Regions from separate parts of the Mus musculus genome. Here all the other regions are linked to region 4. A link is a contact called in public promoter capture Hi-C data. All regions are on one chromosome and are shown on one strand. The core of a region is the stretch at or near the end of the contact, and the rest is flanking DNA. Distances in the headings are between cores, read along the strand shown.

Region 1 (2,700 bases), core at 144-2,643, 8.1 Mb after region 4:
GCTTACCACATGCATTCAGTGCCAAAGTGGCCAGAAGAAGGTGTCTGAGCCCCTGGAAGTAGAATTACAGGCGACTGTGAGCCTCCACCACTGTCTGGCTTGTTGTTTTTAATCTTTGTTCAGCTCATTTTGTTTTTGAGGCTCAGTTTCAGGATGCACTTGAGTTCACTGTTCTGGGGAGACCAACTTTGAACCTCTGCCGGTTGCCTTCCCAGTCCCATCCCATCCCCCATCTCTCCCACCCTCACCCCACCCCCATGCATACAGTGCTGGGCACTAAAGCGAAGGCTTTATTCATGCCAGGCAAGGACTCTGCCACCTGAGCTACAGTTCCAGCCTTATTTCTTTTTCTTTGTTCGACAGTGTCACACTCTGTGGCCCAGGCTAACCTGGAACTCTGTGTATATATATATCTCTCCCCCAAAAGATCCTCACCCACACTCAGCCTCCCAAGTGCTGGGTTTACAGTCCTCGTTAGCCACCATGCCTAGCCCTTTTCTCATAACTTCAAGGTGAAGAAATCCTCCTGTCTCCACTTCTGAGTACTTGGGGTCATGGGTATTAAGCCACCGTAATCAGCTTTTGTTTTCTTATTCATTGAACTCAAGGCCTCAGCTTCTAGAACGCTGGGATTACCGGCCCTGAGCCACCATACCAGGTTTATATATCTGGATGAAGTAATCCTCTCTCTCTTAACCCCCACTTCTAAGTACAGAGTCAGTTTTCTATATAGACCACCCAAGGAGACAAGTCCTGAATTCCTGGAGAAAAAGCTAACTGGCAAGCAGTGGGGGAAAATGTCTTACGAGGCTTGTTCTTTTGTTTTCTTAGTTTGACTTTCGGGTTTTCGAGACAGGACTTACTTCCGTGTTGTACTGGCTATTCTGGAATTCGCGTTGTAGAGTCAGAATTATGCCTGCCTCTGCCTCCTGAGTACTGGAACTAAACCATTAACTAAATCATCGGTTTATGATGATTACTGGAACTAAACATTTGCGCCACCATGCCCGGCTGTTGTTTTGGTTGACAGGGTCTCACCACGCAGTCCCGGCTAGTCTCGAACTGGCGATACTCGTGCTTCAGCCTTCCTAGAGCTAGGTTACAGAAAGCATCACCTCTCCCCGGTCGCCCCGGATGGAGTGGATGGTGCCATGAACCCTACACTAGCCAAGATTGAGCCTCTAGCTCTCTGGTCGTTCTTCACCCTCCTTCCGGGTTAGAAGCCGAGCTCTCAGCCAAGGCCCTCCCTCCGTGGATTTTCATTGGTCCTACCCTCTGTCTCTCCGCCTGCTCCAGTTTCTTCAGACCAATCGAATTAACAGGATGGAGTAGAACAGAGTGAGGCGAACGCCGATTGGTTGGCTCGGCGCGGGGGTGTAGACCCGCGGCTCTGACTACGTGTCTACAAAGGGCAAAAAGGAGGCCCAGTACGGGGTCAGTGGGAATCCAGCGGGGAAAAGGTCACGGGACTTCTTGGAAAAGGGGCCCGAACTCGAACCTGGGACCTTCGAGTAAGTCCGGTTCGTTACTTGCTGGCTGTTTGCAAACCCACCATCCCGTCATTCAGACCGGGAAACGGAAGCTTTGCAGGGTGTCGGGTTCGGGGGTTGGAATGGCATTCCATTTGGTCTCAGGATAGACCCGCGGGGAGAGTCCCCAACCCTCTCTAGAGACAAATTTTGCATCAACCCCGCCAGTGAGCTAACCCTGGAGAAAAAAAGAGACCCAGAGAGGAAGGGAAACTCACCCAGGGTCACACAGCCTGAAATTCCTGGTTCCAGGAGTTGTGGTCCCCGCTTCTCTCACAATTACGTGCTCCTCTGTATCGCTCTCCCTAAAGCATCGTGGATCCTCTCCCATCTGTGTCCCCAGTCCATCTCGATCAAATCTGGCGAACTGAGCCTGGCTGTCATGAAAGCCAGGCAAATCAAGTGCTCTCTACCACTGAACTCCATCCAGCCCCCTTGCTCATTTCCTTCACACTGTGCCTCCCAAAAATGGGTTCCCAAGCCAAGAACCCAGCCCTTGGGACATAAGCCTTAAAAACCTATGAGGGGAATAGAGAAGGGGGGGCGAGTAGACATGGCTCAGTGGCTAAGAACTCTGGTTTCTCTTGTAGAGGACCTGGGTTTGGTACTCAGCACCCAGACGGTGGTTTACAACCGTCTTTAAATCTAGTTTCAGGGGACCCGACTACCTCTTCCAGCCTCCACAGACACTACATGCATGTGGCTATGCAGTCTCAGGTCAAACACTCATATAATAAACCCAGTCCGGGCTGGAGAGATGGCTCAGCAGTTACGAGCAGTGGCTCCTCTTCCAGAATGGCTCACAACCATCTGTAATGGGATCTGCTGCCCTCTTCTGGCATGCAGGCATACATGTAGACAGAGCACTCATATACAGGGAATAGATAAATAAATATTTTTTTAAAATTAAAAGTAAATCTGATCAACACACACATTTGGGATCCAGAGAGAAATGACTCCTTCGCTTGTCTCTGACCTCCACATATGCCCCATGGCATGGATACCCTCTCCCATATAGAAACTAAATAAATAAATAGAAATTTTTAAGGAAAAAAAAATCTACATTTGCCATTCAGGGAGCACAGATGGGAGTTTGCCATACCGTTCTTGCGCTTTTCATTTCACTGGCGCACTTTTTATCTGTGTTGGAGACCTCCCTTGCAGGTTTGTT
Region 2 (2,733 bases), core at 121-2,620, 6.8 Mb after region 4:
AACAGTAACTACCGTGGCTGTGTCTGATGCTGCCAGTTTGCCTTTTAGTTTTGTTAGCTTTGAGCCAGGAAGGGATAGTTAATTTTTTTTTTTTTTTTTTTTTTTACTGTCCTCCGTTTACTCTTTACCTTTGGGGCCATTTTAATACCCCTGCTGTGGGTTCGCCTTTAGCCTTTTGATCAGTTACAAGCAGCCTGTGATCTTTATCACCCGTTGAAAGGTCCTGGCTGGTTTATCTTTAATCTAACCACGGAAGTCCAGCGCTTGAACATGAATTACAGGCAGTTTGGACATTTTCCATTACAGGGCTCAGCATAGGCCTCCTCTTGAATTTTCTAACTCTCTACACATCCTTAACAGTCTGCTGAGCAAAGACTTCTGGAGCACCTTGCTAAGGAGATGGCTATGCTTTCCATTTTCTTAGCTTGTCCTCAGGTGTCATGTATCGTTTTGCCTGTGGGCTTTGCTTCTTTAGGCTGCCCAGGATTTTCTCTGGTGCAGGAGGAGTTTGTTTAAAAAGTCCATCCCTTACTTAGTCCAAGTGTCAGCAGCACCTGACGCCTGCTTTTGTAAAGGTAGTTACGTGATGATGATACCATTTGTCTCAGAGAAGCTGACATTGACTTTCAAGTTTCAAATTGTGCCTTGGAAGCAGATATCTGTAGAGGGTCCTTTCATTCCTTTTCTTCATCATCAGCATCCTCCAAACTGTGATGGACCTTTCTTCTAGGAGAGTAATAAGTCATAAACACTTAATTTGGAGCCCTACTCTGAAGGTTCGAGGTCATTCTTGCTATGTCACTTAGTAAGGTAATGTGACCTCTGGTTCTCTGCAAAACAGGCCGATTTCAAGATGAGGTCGTCCCAAAATGCAACCCGCACCGGAGGCTCGAGCGGAAACATTTTGGGGAAAAACTCCAGATCTCGTGAACCGAATTTTTTCTTGAGACCGGCGTTGGCCTGGAAGCGCCCCGGGGCGGAAGGGGTTACGATGATAGAGACGACAGGAGGACTGGAGTAGTGGGAGCGTCGCCGCGGGCAGCTCACCGCGCAGGCGCGAGCGACGAGGCTGGGTTGGGGGCCGCCCCGACACCCGGAAGTGTGCGCCTAACGGGTCGAGCCCAGCCTTCTGTCCGGGGAGGGGGCGGGGCCCGAGCCCCTCGGAGCGAGGCGCCATAGAGCAAAACGGAGGACCTGGGTCCTAGATAATTCCGGAAGTAGCGTCCCGAGGCGCCTTTCCGTACCATAGAGCCGGAGGGGGTAGCGGTCAGGGGTCCTGGAGCTCCTCTGCCTAGAGTGGCGAGGTAGCGGTGGCGGCCTGGGAGGGGGAGGAGAGGGAGAGGCGCGAGCGGAAGCGGCCGGGAAGGTCACTTCCGGCCTGGGCGCCCGTCCCCCTGACCCCAGGGTCTGAGTCGCCGCTGCCGCCGCTGCCACCATCCGCGAGGCAGGCGAGAGGAAGAGTGCGGCGTGACGGCCCCGGGGCCGCGGAGGTGAGGGCGGCCGCGGGCTCAGGGGGGCGTGCGCCGAGTGGCTGGGATGAGAGCGCGTCGGGAAGCTGGGCTTCGGACGGGGGTGGGTGGGGAGGCGGGAGGGCGAGCGCGGCAGAGCGGACTAGTGCGCGTGCGTGTCGTGTTAGGGGTGTGTGTGGGGGGGGTGGGCGTGAGCGGGCGCGCGGCCGGGGAGTTCGCGCGCGCGCGCGGGAGAGATTGGCGCCGCGGCCTGGGACAATGCGCGTGCGCTACTCCGGCGGCAGTGCTGGGCCGGCAGGCACCTGGGTTATCCAACCGGTGGGGTCCGGGCCACCCGGACTGGACTTGCAGCCGGTCATGGCCGGAAGTGCCAGGGACTTGTTGCGGGGGCGAGGCTTGATGTGGGGAGAGACCCCGCCGCCTGGATTGGGCTGACCGGAAACGGCGGCCCATGGTCAGTCTCGGCCCAAGTTCTCCCAAGTCCTCTCCTTCCTCAAATCGAGTCGCCTGGCCCGTTGCTGCCTCGGGGGCCATGCGCTGGCCTTTGATCCAGCGAGTAATTACGGGATGCAGGTGGCGGGAGGCTCATTCATCTATTTCCCCCGCGCGTGCTGACCGGCGGCAGGAAACACGTCCTGGGAGGGGAAGCGCCAGGCCAAGGTCAGCACCGTGTGGGTCGTCCTGGGCCGCCTGGACTGTTGCCTTCCTCCCCTGGGCGGACACAGGGCTGGGTCCAGCGCGGAGCCCCGCCCCTTAGCAGACCTCCCGCCTCCACCTCCAATCTGTACAAGAGTTAGGTCATAGGGTGACCCCCAAGCCCCGGGAATGTGTGCCCCAGCACTTACAAAAGGTCAGTCGGAAAAGTGATCCACAGACGAAGAAGTGAGTGGGGAGTGAACTGACACCTGTCTTAACACCAGGATAGGAAAATGAACATGAACTGGGGTTGGAAAGCAGGAGCTGAGACCTGACCCAGGACGACCTTAGGCGTTATTGCCCAGGTCGTTATTAAAAACGCAGACCTGATGGGTTCCCCCAACCCCTTAATTTCTGATTCAGGCTCCATGTTTGGCGTTGTTGAGAATCTAGCTGAGATCTGGCCTCTGCTCTGGGGAAAGCTTTAAGCCTCTTGGGTCAAGTGCAGGTAACTTTCCCCTCCTGCTTCTCTGGAGTCACTGAGTGCTGTGCTGCCATGGCCCAGAGAACTTTCACATTAGATTCTGACTTGGTTTATCTCATGTGTTCTCCATCTGAGCAGAGAAGG
Region 3 (2,700 bases), core at 151-2,650, 7.8 Mb after region 4:
TGACACCCAGGGCTGGGGGGGGGTGGGAAGAGATATAACTTAAAAGAACACAAAATTTGCACTCAAATCCCGGCCACATAAGCAACCAGCAAAACAACCCTGTGACTCAGTTCACCTAACTGTGTAACAAAGGGAGGGGTGCTGCCCGGCAAGCTTGCTGATTAAATAAGACGGGTACATAAAGAACTTGGTTCTGTGCCCCACAGATAGTAGGCGCTCGGTACTCCTGGCTGCTATTATTATCAGAAAAAACATTTCCAAAAGGGTGGCATCTAAAGACGCACTATCCTAACACCAACTACCTACTTCAAGCATGTTCAAAAAAAACATACTAAATCTCACAAATGCTGCTGAAAATGGGGCCATTTTCCACAGTTAATTTAGAATTTCTTATTAAACAGTACAAACAATATAGTGAGTCCCCAAGGGGGACTCAAAAACCTGGTATCAAATACTAAGCGAGACAAAATCTCTAGTAACTAGAGCTACTAATAATCACATGCTTAACTCCAGGCCAGACACTGTAAGGCACTTTACCAGGACCACTCCAATGCGCAGAGACCCTGTGGTGCAGGAATTATGAATGCTTCCGTTTAGAAGACTAGGAAAACTGAAGACCAAGGCAAGCAGCGGGGGCTTTGGAATCCACAGCCAGAGCTCTTGTCAGAACACCAGAGACTCAGAAACCTGGGAAGCACATCCTAAGCAAAAGCAGTGGGTTCCTAGAAAGGAATTTTGGGCCTGGGGACGACAGCAATGACCCGGAGAGAAATAATGCACCAAGAGGGAGACCAGTCTGGGGAAATGAAGACACAGAAACCCAGAAAATACAAGCATTGCATGCATCCTGACAGGAACACGGAGCAATCCAAGACACAAACAGCACTCGGATCTCCAAGCCCTTTTGTACAAACACAGAAACACAGAAGCAGAGCAACACAGACAGCAGGGCCACGCGAGACGGGGACACTGACAATCCCAAAAAAAGACACACACCGGCAGGCAAACCCGACCCGGGCACAGCGGTACAAAAGCAGCCACAAGCCATCAGCGGCTGGAACACCGGCTCCGAGGCTGGCTGGACCCGCGCGCGCCACGGCCCAGGCCGGAACACCGGACTTGCCGCGACGGAGGCCAGCATTGCGCCCCTCGCTCACCTCGGCCCGCTTATACCGGGCTTCCAGGGGTCATGACGGTCAGCCCCCTGCCCCCGCTCGGCCTCGGTGTCGCGGGGCGCGCGCCGAGCTGCGGGAAGCAGAAGTGCGCACGTGCGCACGCACAGACGCACGGAGGGCCGCACAGCGACGGCCCCGCCGCCCCGGCGCCCGGGAGGGGCGCAGAGAGCCGGGCGGGGGAGGGGAGCCGCCGAGCGGACGGGAAGCAACCGAAGGTGGCAGCGGACCGGAAGCGGAAATGAACTCACGTGCCCCGCCCTCTGCACTTCGCCCGGCAGCCTCCACTTCCGCGACCAAACCCACCCCGGCACCATTTCCGGCGCACGGGACTGCGCGTCCTTATGCCCTTGCGTCACTTCCGCATCTACGCAGCAGTGGAGACGCGTAAAGGTCCAAGCCTTGAAGCCTCCACTGTGGCTACCCTCGCGGGACCCTCAGGCCTGCCTCCTTCCCTGGGTGCCACCCTCCACACCCTCGGCCGAAAGAGACGGGCGGACACACTGGACACAGATGAGGATCCATAAAGTAAAATACAACAAAATGTTTAATGAGCAAATTCGTATTAGCAAATATGAAACTGCCACAGAGAGGGGGAGCGGGACAGAGACCACGGGTTGAGTCAGGAAGACTAAGGAGAAGAACCAACTACTTAAGAAACCAGGGTGGAGAACAGGAAGGACCAGAAGCCAAAGGACGGGAGCTGTGGTCCTGCAAAGGGAGAGGGCAGGGCACTGAGGGCCAGACAACAAAATTCAAAATAGTTTGGCCATAAAATATAAACACGCTATGTTCCTACCATGGGGGAAGAGAGGAGGAAAGGGGTGTAAGGGATAAGAGGCTGTTTGGGAAGGGGCTGTGGAGGTCCTACCCGCCCTGCTGTGCACACAGTCCCCATCCCAGCCCGTTCCCTCTGTGTCTGTGTGGGTGCATGTGTCTGTGTGGGCCTGTGTGCACTTGCCCAGTCCCCTTCCTGCCCTAGCCCCCCACCCCCCACCCCCCTTAATTGCTGCCATTCCAGTTGCTGCCGGCTGTCATTCGGCTGTCACTCCTCTGCCCATCTTCTTCAAGAGGGGGGAAAGGAGGAGGGGACAGGTGGGGGGAAAGTCCCCAGCCAGCCCTGCCCCCACCCTCCCCCAGCCACCTCTACCAGAAGTCCCGACGGTGGTAAGAATCAGGGTCACAGTATTTTGTGACCACCACTCTGTTGGCGAACTTGCGACCGGTTAGACCCTGCATGGCTTTCTGGCAGTCAAACACAGAGGTGAACTCCACGAAGATCTGTAGGAACAAGAGGCATATCTGTGAACAAGGTTGGCTCCTAGCATCTACTCAGCATTCATTTAAAGTACAGAATCAGCACAGGAAATGAGAGAACACCTCACCACACTGCACAGAGGACTTCAGTTCAGTATGAGGGTGTTTACCCAAACGTTCTCCAGTACCCAAGAACAAGGCACAGAAGCGAGACATCACAGAAATGAAGAAAACCAGGCAGGCCTGAGTCACTTAAGTACACGGGGCAGTG
Region 4 (2,763 bases), core at 125-2,624:
CCAGTCTCAGCTATATGAGATTACCTCAAAATGGGTTATGAGGGCAAAGCAAATAGCTCCCATACTAACTTAGCCATAACAGTACCCATAGCCAACTGACATTTTTCAGGGGAGGGCAGCAGGGAACATTCATAGCACCAACTGGTCTCATACTCAAATTCCTCTTGCTGTAGGCTGATAGCAGCTTACCAACTGCTTTTGACAAGGGTGCCAACATGGTTCAGTTGACTAAAGCCATCTTTTCAATTGATACCCACTAACTGAATATACAAACGAAAGGGGACATCAAGTCAGGTGTAGTGGCACATGGGAGACAGAGGCAAGATCTCAAAGAGCTCCAGGCAGCCAGCAAGGGCTACACAGCAAGACCCTGACTCTGTCTCAAGAGACACACGATTAGAAAAATACGGGATAAAAACCACACTCTAACATCTTTTAGTGCCAGTTTGTATTAGGCGTGGGTGTAGCTGTCCAGTTATTGCTCTTCTACCTGTCTTGTACATCCACTGGTTGTTTTATGCCCTTTTCTGAACTAGAAGCTCATCCACACCTGGTCTCAATTAAAAAAATCATCACAAAGAACAATCATTAAGTTCCTTTTACCTGCAGAGAAATATCGTTGATCTGCACGTCATCAGTGCTCCATTTCCCAAAGAGCTTGATGTCAGGGGTCTCTGCCACCGCTGGTGTGGCTGCTTCCCACTCAGTCATCCTGGGGACAGGAGAATGGCAAGAAACCGTTACTGCCTAGACATGCTGGAGCAGTCACTCTGACCCCAAACTCTTCAGACGAACTCTCACTTTGTGGCAAACTGGGACATGAAGGGGAGACCCAGAAAGCTTTGAACAGCTCTCCAAACCCAGGAAAACCACTCAGGATTCTAAAGTAACTCGGCAGTCACCCCGCTAATCAGCTGGTACATGGACCACAGTATGATGGTTCATGAAGCCGTATACTCATCAGCTCCCATCAGATTTCCGTTGTGCACTTAGAACGTGTACTGAGCAAAAGAGTCATCACAAAACTAAGCAAACCTAGATTTATGTTTATGGTATATGACCCAAGTGATTTCCCTGGAGTCCCGTGTGTGCAAAGTATGAAGTCAAAACAGTGCAAACAAGAGGCGAAGACTAACTCGGCCCGTGCCGAGTTTCCCTAGGCACCCTTTTTCGCAGAGAAACGGTGAGATCCAAGCGGTCACGCCCAGGCTTCAGGTTCGGCCTCCGGCCCCCCAGATGTGCCTTAGAACACTCATGGTCACCTCTTCTGAACTCCGTGTCCCTCCGCAGCCTCACCTGAGGGCGCAGACTGGGCTTCTCAGTCGCTCGGCGTGGACCACGCGCCGCCCTGATACAGACAGGAAGAGGCCGCGCGCAGCGGACTAGCGCTTTTATGCAAAGCGAAAACTTCCGGGTCAGAGGTAGAGACGCACGCGCAGATGAAAACAGCGTGCTCACCAACCAATCAAGCGCTAGGATGAGAGGCGCCCTTTGAGCCGGGTAAAGCATGCGCACTTTTAGAAACAGCGCCACGCCCGTCTTCTGGCGGACCTCTGAAGTACTAGCTAGGCTTCTGAGTCGGCGCACATGCGCAGAAACTTTGGTGAGACCGACGCCGCCATATCTAAGTAGTGCTGACGTCCAGTCCACGCTCTCCGTAATTAGGCTGCAAAACCCAGGAACCATGGACGGTGGATTCTTAGCTAGGGCAACCAGCTCGGCTCACATTTTCTCACCAAAATAATGGAGTCGGGTCCTGTGGTTACCACCGATCCGGGTTCACAAGCACGGGCCCCACCCTCTCCCCTCCCGCAAGCCATGCTCGGCGGGTCCCAGGCTTCCGGTATGGGATCACTTCCTTTTTAATCACTCTGGCCACGCTTGTCTGGGCTTTTTTTCCTCAGGTTCAATCGCGGACAGTAGATTCCGACCGCCATTCGTGAACCTCCCCGGGGAGGGATACATAGAGGGGAGTCCTGGAGGGGTTGGCAGCCCGGGGATCTCCTAGGTGACTTACTTATCTGAGATCCCAGTGATTTGGTACTAATAAGGGAGAGACCTTGCCAGCAGGTTCACCCCCAGGGGTGGGTTTGTTTGTTTGTTTGTTTTGGAGACAGGGTTTCTCCTTGTAGCACCGGCTGTCCAGGAACTCGCTCTTTAGACCAGGCTGATTCATCTGCCTCTGCTCCTCCCAACTGCTGGGATGAAACATAAGGAGAGGAGGGAGGGGAGAGGAGAGAAGAGGAAAGAGGGAGGGAGGGAGGGAGGGAGGGAGAGAGAAGAGAAGAGAGAGAAGAGAGGAAAGGTGTCAGCAAACATAAGGAGAGGAGGGAGAGAAGAGGAAAGAGGGAGGGAGGGAGAGAGAAGAGAAGAGAGAGAAGAGAGGAAAGGTGTCAACAAACATAAGGAGAGAAGGGAGGGGAGAGGAGAGAAGAGGAAAGAGGGAGGGAGGGAGGGAGAGAGAAGAGAAGAGAGAAGAGAGGAAAGGTGTCAACAAACATAAGGAGAGAAGGGAAGGGAGAGGAGAGAAGAGGAAAGAGGGAGGGAGGGAGGGAGAGAGAAGAGAAGAGAGAAGAGAGGAAAGGTGTCAACAAACATAAGGAGAGAAGGGAAGGGAGAGGAGAGAAGAGGAAAGAGGGAGGGAGGGAGAGAGAGAGAAGAGAAGAGAGGAAAGGTGTCAACAAACATAAGGAGAGAAGGGAGGGGAGAGGAGAGAAGAGGAAAGAGGGAGGGAGAGAGAGAGAAGAGAGATTCTCACCCCGT
Region 5 (2,700 bases), core at 187-2,686, 6.8 Mb before region 4:
CTTGCCACCCCAAGTTTGGGAGACTCTGCTCTTATCCTGAGGACTACTGAATTCTTTTAACCCCTACCCAGTGAGATGAGAACTACATATCCCTCTTTAGGGGATGGTGTGTGTATGTGTGTGTGATGGAGAATCTGGGCATCTGGGTTGGGAATTTTATTTTGTAAGCATTTCCTACATAATATGAGTTTCTACTTTGATAAAGTCTTGTGTTTTCTGTGAGATGTGAAGTGAGTGGGGTACAATGAGGCCTGAAGCTTGAAAGGCATCCGTGATCTGTAAGTCAACAGAGAATGGACTCCCCTCCCTCCCCAAAAAGTCAAAAAAAAATGCCCCAGAAATTAATGAGTCATAAGCAAAACCGCATCAACCAAAAGAAAAAACGGTAGGCATGCAAGAAGTGTCTAAGATCATGAGGCAAATACTATTTTCAATGAAGCCCCCAAGGCGTGATGGGTAATGGAGCTAAACGAATGAGCCAGAAGCAAAGTAAGAAACGAGGGCTGTAGGCGTAGTGGGTAGTCGCCAGAAGGTAAAAGATTCCAAGATAGTTCATTAGAGAAAGGCCGGAAGGATGGGAAACGTGAACAGGCAGACACGAGCTAAACCGAGCCAAGGGATTGAAGCTCAATGAATGGGGGAATGAATGCTGGGTAATGGGAAAGGAATGAATGGGCCAAAGATAGAAGCTACAGTGACGCAAGGAGCAGACGGCATGATGGGTAAAAAAATAAAAGGGGGTGGGGGGGTCAAGGCAGCTGCGGCGTTAAGGGAGAAAGCGGCATTGTGGGTAGGCAGAGGCCGGCAGGTTATCCCAGAACTGGTTTGAAACCTTCCCGAGGCACTGTGGGAAGGGGCAGCACTTCCGGCTTTACCGTCGGGGACCCTGCCTCTCCACCGCGGTGCCTGTCGGGACGCGAGACCTGACCTTGCTGCCTAGCAGCGTCTGCAGCGCAACGCACCTCTACTGATGTCCCCTGACCCTGGCGCATTGGCCAATGAGAGACCTAGCACGCACGTCACCATGGCCGGCCCATTAGACATACTGTAGCCAATTAGAATGTGAGTTGAGCCAAGGTCCACCAATAGTCAAGGCATTTTCTGGGGCGGGTCTCCGCGCCTCCAAAAGGAGGGCGGGGCAATGAGCAGGTAGGCGTGTCAATGCGTGTGCTATCGACAAATAGCGAACTAGCTCCAGCCCCGCGGCGTCGCGAACCAATGAACTTGGGATACACGAGCCAATAGGAAGGTAGAGGAAGCTGCACTGACTGATTTCGACTAGGAACCAATAGGAGTAGGGCTTCAACAGAAGGGTGGAACTTCCTGCTAATTCTCCAATAGAATGTCTTTCTTCTAGGGCGGTGGGCGGATCTCGGAGGACACCGAACCAATAGAATCCATGGGGCGGGAAAACAGCGGTGGCGGCGGCGGCAGCGGGTTCGGTTGCGCTTAGCGCACGGGGTAGGAGCGGAGCCCAGGCCGGGAAGAGGAGCCGCCGCGGCCGCCAGTGAGAGCCGAGTCCGCTTTGGGTGGGAAGGGCCTGGGGTTGCATCCGGGGGTGTGCGTGTCGCCCCGATCCCTGCCCTCTGACCTTTCCCCTCGCAGATACCATGGGGAACGTGTTGGCTGCCAGCTCTCCGCCCGCAGGGCCACCGCCGCCTCCTACGCCGTCCCTCGTGGGGCTCCCGCCGCCGCCTCCTTCGCCGCCAGGCTTCACTCTGCCGCCGCTCGGCGGCGGCCTGGGCACTGGGTCAAGCACTGGCCGTGGTTCGGAACGGACTCCCGGGGCTGCGGCCAGCGGCGCTGCGGCGGCCTCGGAAGATGGGAGCTGCGGATGCCTGCCCAACCCGGGGACGTTCGAGGAGTGCCACCGGAAGTGCAAGGGTGAGGGGCGCCAGGCCCGAGTAGCCCCAGGGAAAGGGAAGGGACCCCCCGGAGGATTGGCGCACATCGTTGCAATCATTAAACAGAACGTTGGAAGCTGATGATGGATTGGAAGGGTGGGACCTTGAACTTGGGGCTCGAAACTGCGATCAGATGATGAACTCGTTGGGGAAGAATGCCACAGCAGGAGGGAGAAGTCTTAGGGTACTGAGAGCCAGGGGACCAACCCCACCAAGATTCAGGAGTGTGATCAGGAAGGGAATTATAGTCCAAGGTCACGGTGTCAAGAGGTTTTCCCCAATGTTCCTGTGAGGGGTTCGACCCAAGGATCCTAGCCTAGGATCTTTTGACAATTTGATCATAAGAGGGAGGACATTCTTACTCTCGATAGTTAAGTGTGTTAACTTACTAAATACTGAGGACAGTTCTGTGTGGTGAGAACTGTAAGCATGAGAAGTTAGGCAGGAGAGTGAATTTCCTAAGTTGAGGTGACTGCACTGGGTTTAAAATGTGCAAAGGGCCAAGGTTCCTCTAGTGGTGGAATTAGTGAGATAAGAGTTTGTGAAGAGAGCTTGGGATGGGAGAAGAATCTGGGGTATGACAGCATCTCTCTTCTGCAGAGCTGTTTCCAGTTCAGATGGAAGGTGTCAAACTTACAGTCAACAAAGGGTTGAGCAACCGTTTCCAGGTGAGCCTTTCTGGTGCCTTGACCCTCCAGAGGTCACAACAGCGATACTCCTCCATGCATACAGATCCCCTCACTCTTAAAGGCTTGGGGTTTTTGGTAGGTAGCAAGATTCAGATAGCACTCCAATG
Region 6 (2,700 bases), core at 105-2,604, 8.0 Mb after region 4:
CCACCACCCTAGCCAGGACTTCTCAACCTCACCAGCACAGAGATTTGGAGACAGGTCATTCTTTGTCAGAGGGGCTGTCTAATAAATGGATGGGTGTTCATCAGGATTCCTGACTCAATAGGATGGATGCCACTGGTAACAAAACACAGTGCCAGCTTGACCCTTCCCTAGTAAATCCTGAAGTCAGTACTGCAGTGACAGTACCCCAGGACAGTCCCATCAACATATAAGTCTCTTACTGCTTGTTCTACTCTGTCAATGTTCACATCATCCAAACAGAGAACCTCTGCTTCGTTCGATCGATCGTTCTCTGATGCATCCATCACCCACCAAAACATCAGGAGAGAGCATGCTCAGTAAAGACAGTCTGAGTGAAGAGAGGGAGGCACCCCCTTTTGACAGGTTATAAAGGATTTCTTTTTCAAAGGGCAATAGGCTATGAAGGATTGTTTTTTTAAAGGGCTGTTGTTCCTTTTGGCGTGTAGGTGACAAATGAGGTTCAGAAACTGTCTGTGCCTCTGAGGCCATATCTTTTAACACAAGAGGCCCAACGGAACAGGGACCCATCTTAGCAGTGAGAGTGCCCTTTAAGCGTCTGGGCTTTACGAGGAAGCTCTTGGGGTTTGGGATGTAGCTCGGTTATTAAGGGTTAATGACTGGCATGCACAAAGCTCTGGGTTCTTGTCACAGTACACCATAGAACTGGGCGTGGTGGCACAGGCAGGCCTGTAATCCCAGCGCGCAGATGAAGGCAGCAGGATCGTAAATTTAAGGTCATTGTCAGCTATACAGTGAGTCTGACGGCATCCTAAGCTACATGAGGTTTTATCTGGGAGGGAAAAAAGATCTCTTTGTTCAGATAGTCTAGGGACCAGCAGAATTATGAAACTTTTCCTTCAATGTTTGGGAAACTATCACCCGCTTTTAAGGAAATAACCCCCTTTTAGGAGAAAGGGGAGAAGGGAAAGGGCAGGAAGCTTTGCAAAAATGCAGCTAAACACACTGTCCTTACCCCTTTAAGAGGGCGGAGCCGGCCTAACAGATTAAATATCGGAGGCGAAATAGCGACCTTCCCTTTAAGGTACCCCTTCCGGTTTCCCGCTCGCCGTTCTCCAAACGACTCCGCCCTCCGGCCCTTCCCCCACCGCGCCCTCCGGTCTCTCACCTGTGGCCCCGGTCGGGGAGGGGGATCAAGGAGAACCCCAGGGCCTTCCCGCGGGGGCTGACGGGAAGCGGGGCCCGGCACAGCGCTGCGGGACCCGCGGCCCGGGAGGGGGCGGGGGCGCGCTCCCTCCCCACGGCCCCCGGCGCGAGGCACTCAACCTTTATCGGCGGCCTCTCGCGCACACAAACCCCGCCGCCGCCGCCTTCGTGCGTCATGACGCAACGCGCCAAGCCCGGCCCGGCCCCACCCACTGCTGGGGTTCGCCAGATGCAGAATCCCGGGGGTCCAAGCCTCAGGCCCGTGGTGTACACGCAGACCCTGTTCCCTCGTGCTGGGAAGGAAACTGAGGCACTCAACCTTCCTGCATGGCCTGGGATGGCCTGGGTCTCGGGAGTCTGAGTTGCCCCTACAAGCCTGCTTTTTTTCCCCTGCCTGCTGGTATCTGGGGCCAAGCTTGCTTTCTGAGCCTGTGCTGAGACTTTCGGATAGATTATTTTTGTTGTCTTAATTGTTTTTTGTTTTTGTTTTTTACTTTTTGAGACAATGGGCTCTTGTAGGCTCATGTAGCACGGGCTGGCCTTGAATTTTTTTTTTTTTTTCCGAGACAGTCCTGGAACTCTGTAGACCAGGCTGGACTCGAATTCAGAAATCCTCCTGCCTCTGCCTCCCAAGTGCTGGGATTAAAGGTGTGCGCCACCACTGCCCGGCTGCCTTTTTCTTAAGATCTATTTATTTTTACCTTCTCTGTATATGTGAGTTCCCACATGCATGTCTGTGCACCCCATGTGTGCCTGGTGCCTGAGGAAGCCAAAACAGAGTGTCAGATCCTTTGGAGCTAGAGTTACAGGGCAGTTGTGAACTGTCTGGTGTGGTCCCAAGGAACCGAAGCCCAGTCCTCTGTAAAACTAGCAGTTGTTCTTAACTACAAAGCTATCACCCCAGCCCTAACTTAGAGGGCTGGTGAGATGGCTCAGACTGATGGTACTGATGCTCGCTGCCCAGTGAAGCCATAGAGGAGTCTTAATCCAGCAACATGGCTATTGTGGCTGGAACACAGATATGACCTTAGTACACACCTTTAATTCCAGGAGACAGAGGCAAGCAGATCTCTTTGAGTCCAAGGCCAGCCTGGAATAGAGCAAGTTTCAGGTAAGGAAAAGCTTAGGACCAGGTTTGGTGGTGCATGCCTTTAATCCCAGCACTCAGGAGATAGAGGCATGTAGATCTCTGAGTTCTAGGCAACCAGTTCAGTTGAATCAGTGAGTTGAGAGGCTATGCAGAGGAGTTCAGAGGTAGTTTTCATAGAGATGGTTTTATAGAGACAAGTTGCAGGTGAAGACACAATGAGCCAGAGAATAAAAAGAAGCCAAATTAGAACAGATTTCTAGAGTTAGTTTGAGGTCAAGCAGAGCAATTCAGTCAGAAGCTGAGAGAATCAGTCACTTTGGAGAGGTGTTTAGGCCAGAGAAGCTGAGTTGAACCAGCCAGCCAGAATTCAGAAAGAGCTAGAAAGGGTGAGTTTATTCAACAGTAGA
Region 7 (2,700 bases), core at 75-2,574, 7.9 Mb after region 4:
AGCTGGGCCTTAACACTGCTCATCAGGGCCAGGGTTGGGGAGGCGCCCTCTGGAGGCTCTAAGAACAGCAGGGACGGAGGTCATGCCCCAGGGTGAGGCAGTACCCCACCTGACTCCAGTCCCTCCAATGCCCTTTCTCAGCTCACCCTCAACATTTCTCCGAGACGGACTCAGACGGTATAAGATTTGTGAGTCTAAGTGGGGTGCCTCTTCAAAGGGAATGGAGATCTCAAAGGTCTCTTCGTCCTTCACTGCAGAGAGGTCAGCAGAGGTCACCCCAGAAGTGGCCTGAACCTTATAGACCACCCCCAACCATTGCTGTCCCATGGACAGAGGGAACCAGAATGTCAGACCAAGGATGGGAAAAGAAAGGGTCCCCAGGTGCCTCACTTGTCCGCCAACGGTTGTTTCTGTCATTCATATCGAGGAGGCTTCCTGCAGACCCAGCAACTGAGCCCTTGGGGGCACTGGACAGAAGCAGGTCACCAAAAGTCGGCAGTCCCTGGAGAGGTGGAATACCTGTCCCTCCGGAGTAAGGAAGGATCACCAGTCTGAGGGAGGAAAGGACCCATACTTCTGGACAGAGTCAGAGGCTTCCAAAGTATGTACCCAGAGCGAGGGGGCTCAGCGAGAGGAATCTTGGTTGTGAAGGGGCTCGGCCCTTAAATTCTTTGGTTCCTCGTGGGGTCAACACCACAGGGAGACCTGGCCTGAATGAGAAAGCCCTTCATCATGGCCCATCTCCGAACCCAATGCCATAAATGGAGAAACAACCACCCCTAACTTCCATTCTTGGGGTAGGGGGTCCATCCTGCAAGCGTTCCCCTGTCCCAGCCGCCCATTCCTCCCGCACTCGCGTGGGCGAGTAAAGCCCCTCCCCGAAGTGGGAGCTGGGCGCGTGCGCAGTGCGTGGGAGGTCACGCGTGGGGATGCGCCCCCACCCTTTGTCCCACAAGTGGGAGGGGGCGACCGTGGCGAAGGGTCCCAGAATGGGCAACCGGCATGGGGGTGTCGACCGTGGGCACCGTTCCCCGCCTTTGGGTGCTCAGGGTACAAGGGGCCGAGGCCCCGCTCTCACCCACCCGCGCACGGACTCCAGCCCCGGGACCGACGGCAGTGGCGGCGCCCATGCCCAGCGCAGGGGAGCGTCTGCAAAGTGTCGCGGAGAGAAGCGCCCACCCACCAGTAAGCGGGCGTAGCGGCAGAGGAGGGGGAGAACTGGATGGCGGAGCGCGGAGACGTGGGCACTAACCGAATCAGGCCTGCCGAGCCTGGGGCGCCTCTTCCTGGAGCCCAGGTGAGGCCCGCCGTTTGCGCGGAGGTCGGGACCGCACTTGCGCGATAGCCCCTTGCAACACCCCTCCAACCCCCACCCCACACACAACCCCCCCCCCCTCCTTTCCCAAAGCCTAGGCAGGGATCCTCATGAAATTCTCATCCTGCACAGCTGATGCGGTTCCGGGGGTCCTCCGGGTGAGTGGCTATGTGACCAGTGGGCCGAGAAAAGTCAGAAGGTATGAGGCAGTAAGGAAAATTGAAGTGAAATTTGAGTCTCCTTTAATGATCCCTAAGTAGCTGATTAATACATGCATACCTTTAGTCTTAGCCGCTCCAACCTACCATAACCTCCACCCACCCCCATCCACGAAAAGGATTAAAGGAATAAGAGGACCAGGATGTGAGAATGGGTTGTGTGGTGGTTACTTCTCCGCAAAGTGTGGGTCAGGAATAGCCCACACTGGAGCCACCTGTGGAACAGCTACACTCCAGTCCTTGCTCCTCATTCCTCCATGGCCTCAGTTTACTCACCTGTTCAGTGGGAAGTTACTCTTAAAAGCCTTTGAGAGGATGTAGTTGTGTGACATACCAAAGGCTCAGCCCAGAACCGGACCACTCTTGGAGCTTAAGATCCAAGCGCTGTTGATATTATTTGAAGTCAGTCGGTGTAGATGCACAGCCTTTAAGACACTCCCCCTCTCCCTTCCGCCCCAAAAGAAGTCGTGTAAAGAGGCTATCTGCATAGGGCACATACACACACACAATCAGAGGAAAGGAGCAGCGAAGACATGTTTATTAGACCTACACTGCCTCTCCGGTTCACAAGCAGCATCCTCTTTGGGGTTCTGAAGCCCTAAGAGGCATGACTTAAACCATCCTTGCAGAGGAAGACTGAATGTGTCAACCAAGACTAAGCAGTTCATTTTTACAAATAAACTGCATCCTGGGTCAGCAAGTCCAGGGGGAACCACCTGCCCTAGATCAGTATTTCAAACCACAGAGAATTGTATAAAGCCAGGTGAACTGTATAAAGCTGTGCTTATGCTCTAAGATGCTATTTTTTTAAGTATATTAATGTGGATTGTAGTTTGGGTGGGGAAGGGGTAGTGTTCAGAACCTTTTTCCCAAAGATGCTAGGAATGTTGCGCAGTGTGTAAGGTGCCTAGCATGCACAAAGCCCAGAGTTTCAGTATTCTGGAAGTGGAGGCAAGATCATAAATCCAATGTCACCCTGAACTACATTACAACCTTATCTAAATAAATAAATAAATAAATGGCAGGTTTGGGGAAACTGAAGTAGGCCTAACTCCCAGAGGAAAACGGCAGACTTTCCCATTACCCAGTCAAGGTCTTTGTTCCAGATAGCATAAACTAAAATGTCTCCCAAAATGTAAGTAAGGATTGAGAATGGGGTGTGGTGTG

What was found. Promoter capture Hi-C pulls out the DNA fragments that hold promoters and counts their contacts.
Region 1: a contact with region 4 is called in a promoter capture Hi-C map of second pharyngeal arch cranial neural crest. The contact joins the promoter of Isoc2b here to the promoter of Rps5 in region 4. A contact is called at or near these places in 5 of 39 promoter capture datasets (cranial neural crest, frontonasal cranial neural crest, maxillary cranial neural crest and 2 more).
Region 2: a promoter capture Hi-C map of pre-B cells shows a contact between it and region 4. The contact joins the promoter of Zfp787 here to the promoter of Rps5 in region 4. A contact is called at or near these places in 6 of 39 promoter capture datasets (cranial neural crest, frontonasal cranial neural crest, liver and 3 more).
Region 3: a contact with region 4 is called in a promoter capture Hi-C map of second pharyngeal arch cranial neural crest. The contact joins the promoter of Epn1 here to the promoter of Rps5 in region 4. A contact is called at or near these places in 6 of 39 promoter capture datasets (cranial neural crest, frontonasal cranial neural crest, liver and 3 more).
Region 5: a contact with region 4 is called in a promoter capture Hi-C map of second pharyngeal arch cranial neural crest. The contact joins the promoter of Tomm40 here to the promoter of Rps5 in region 4. A contact is called at or near these places in 5 of 39 promoter capture datasets (cranial neural crest, embryonic stem cells, maxillary cranial neural crest and 2 more).
Region 6: a promoter capture Hi-C map of pre-B cells shows a contact between it and region 4. The contact joins the promoter of Zfp628 here to the promoter of Rps5 in region 4. A contact is called at or near these places in 4 of 39 promoter capture datasets (cranial neural crest, maxillary cranial neural crest, pre-B cells and 1 more).
Region 7: a promoter capture Hi-C map of second pharyngeal arch cranial neural crest shows a contact between it and region 4. The contact joins the promoter of Ccdc106 here to the promoter of Rps5 in region 4. A contact is called at or near these places in 6 of 39 promoter capture datasets (cranial neural crest, frontonasal cranial neural crest, liver and 3 more) and 1 of 484 Hi-C or Micro-C datasets (rod photoreceptor).

Annotation. Positions count from the first base shown.
Region 1 is chr7:4,864,872-4,867,571 of GRCm38.p6, reverse strand. It overlaps Isoc2b (isochorismatase domain containing 2b), which reads left to right and starts at 1,393. Exons shown (of 6, transcript NM_026158.2): 1 at 1,393-1,511.
Region 2 is chr7:6,154,602-6,157,334 of GRCm38.p6, reverse strand. Zfp787 (zinc finger protein 787) reads left to right here and starts at 1,370. Exons shown (of 3, transcript NM_001013012.2): 1 at 1,370-1,490. Gm36371 (a long non-coding RNA gene) reads right to left here and starts at 116. Exons shown (of 2, transcript XR_391130.2): 1 at 1-116.
Region 3 is chr7:5,078,935-5,081,634 of GRCm38.p6, reverse strand. Epn1 (epsin 1) reads right to left here and starts at 1,400. Exons shown (of 12, transcript NM_010147.4): 1 at 1,158-1,400. U2af2 (U2 small nuclear ribonucleoprotein auxiliary factor (U2AF) 2) reads right to left here. Exons shown (of 12, transcript NM_133671.3): 12 at 1,690-2,453. The coding sequence ends at 2,319.
Region 4 is chr7:12,920,922-12,923,684 of GRCm38.p6, reverse strand. It overlaps Rps5 (ribosomal protein S5), which reads right to left and starts at 1,374. Exons shown (of 6, transcript NM_009095.2): 1 at 1,297-1,374; 2 at 604-712. The coding sequence starts at 711.
Region 5 is chr7:19,714,165-19,716,864 of GRCm38.p6, reverse strand. Tomm40 (translocase of outer mitochondrial membrane 40) reads left to right here and starts at 1,436. Exons shown (of 10, transcript NM_016871.2): 1 at 1,436-1,507; 2 at 1,606-1,884; 3 at 2,505-2,572. The coding sequence starts at 1,611. It overlaps Nectin2 (nectin cell adhesion molecule 2), which reads left to right. Exons shown (of 9, transcript NM_008990.3): 9 at 1-221. Gm38955 (a long non-coding RNA gene) reads right to left here and starts at 1,401. Exons shown (of 2, transcript XR_881874.2): 1 at 876-1,401.
Region 6 is chr7:4,913,871-4,916,570 of GRCm38.p6, reverse strand. It overlaps Zfp628 (zinc finger protein 628), which reads right to left and starts at 1,354. Exons shown (of 3, transcript NM_170759.2): 1 at 1,166-1,354.
Region 7 is chr7:5,055,350-5,058,049 of GRCm38.p6, reverse strand. Ccdc106 (coiled-coil domain containing 106) reads right to left here and starts at 1,324. Exons shown (of 5, transcript NM_146178.2): 1 at 391-1,324; 2 at 147-251; 3 at 1-58. The coding sequence starts at 421. It overlaps Gm15510 (predicted gene 15510), which reads left to right and starts at 934. Exons shown (of 4, transcript NR_166619.1): 1 at 934-1,297.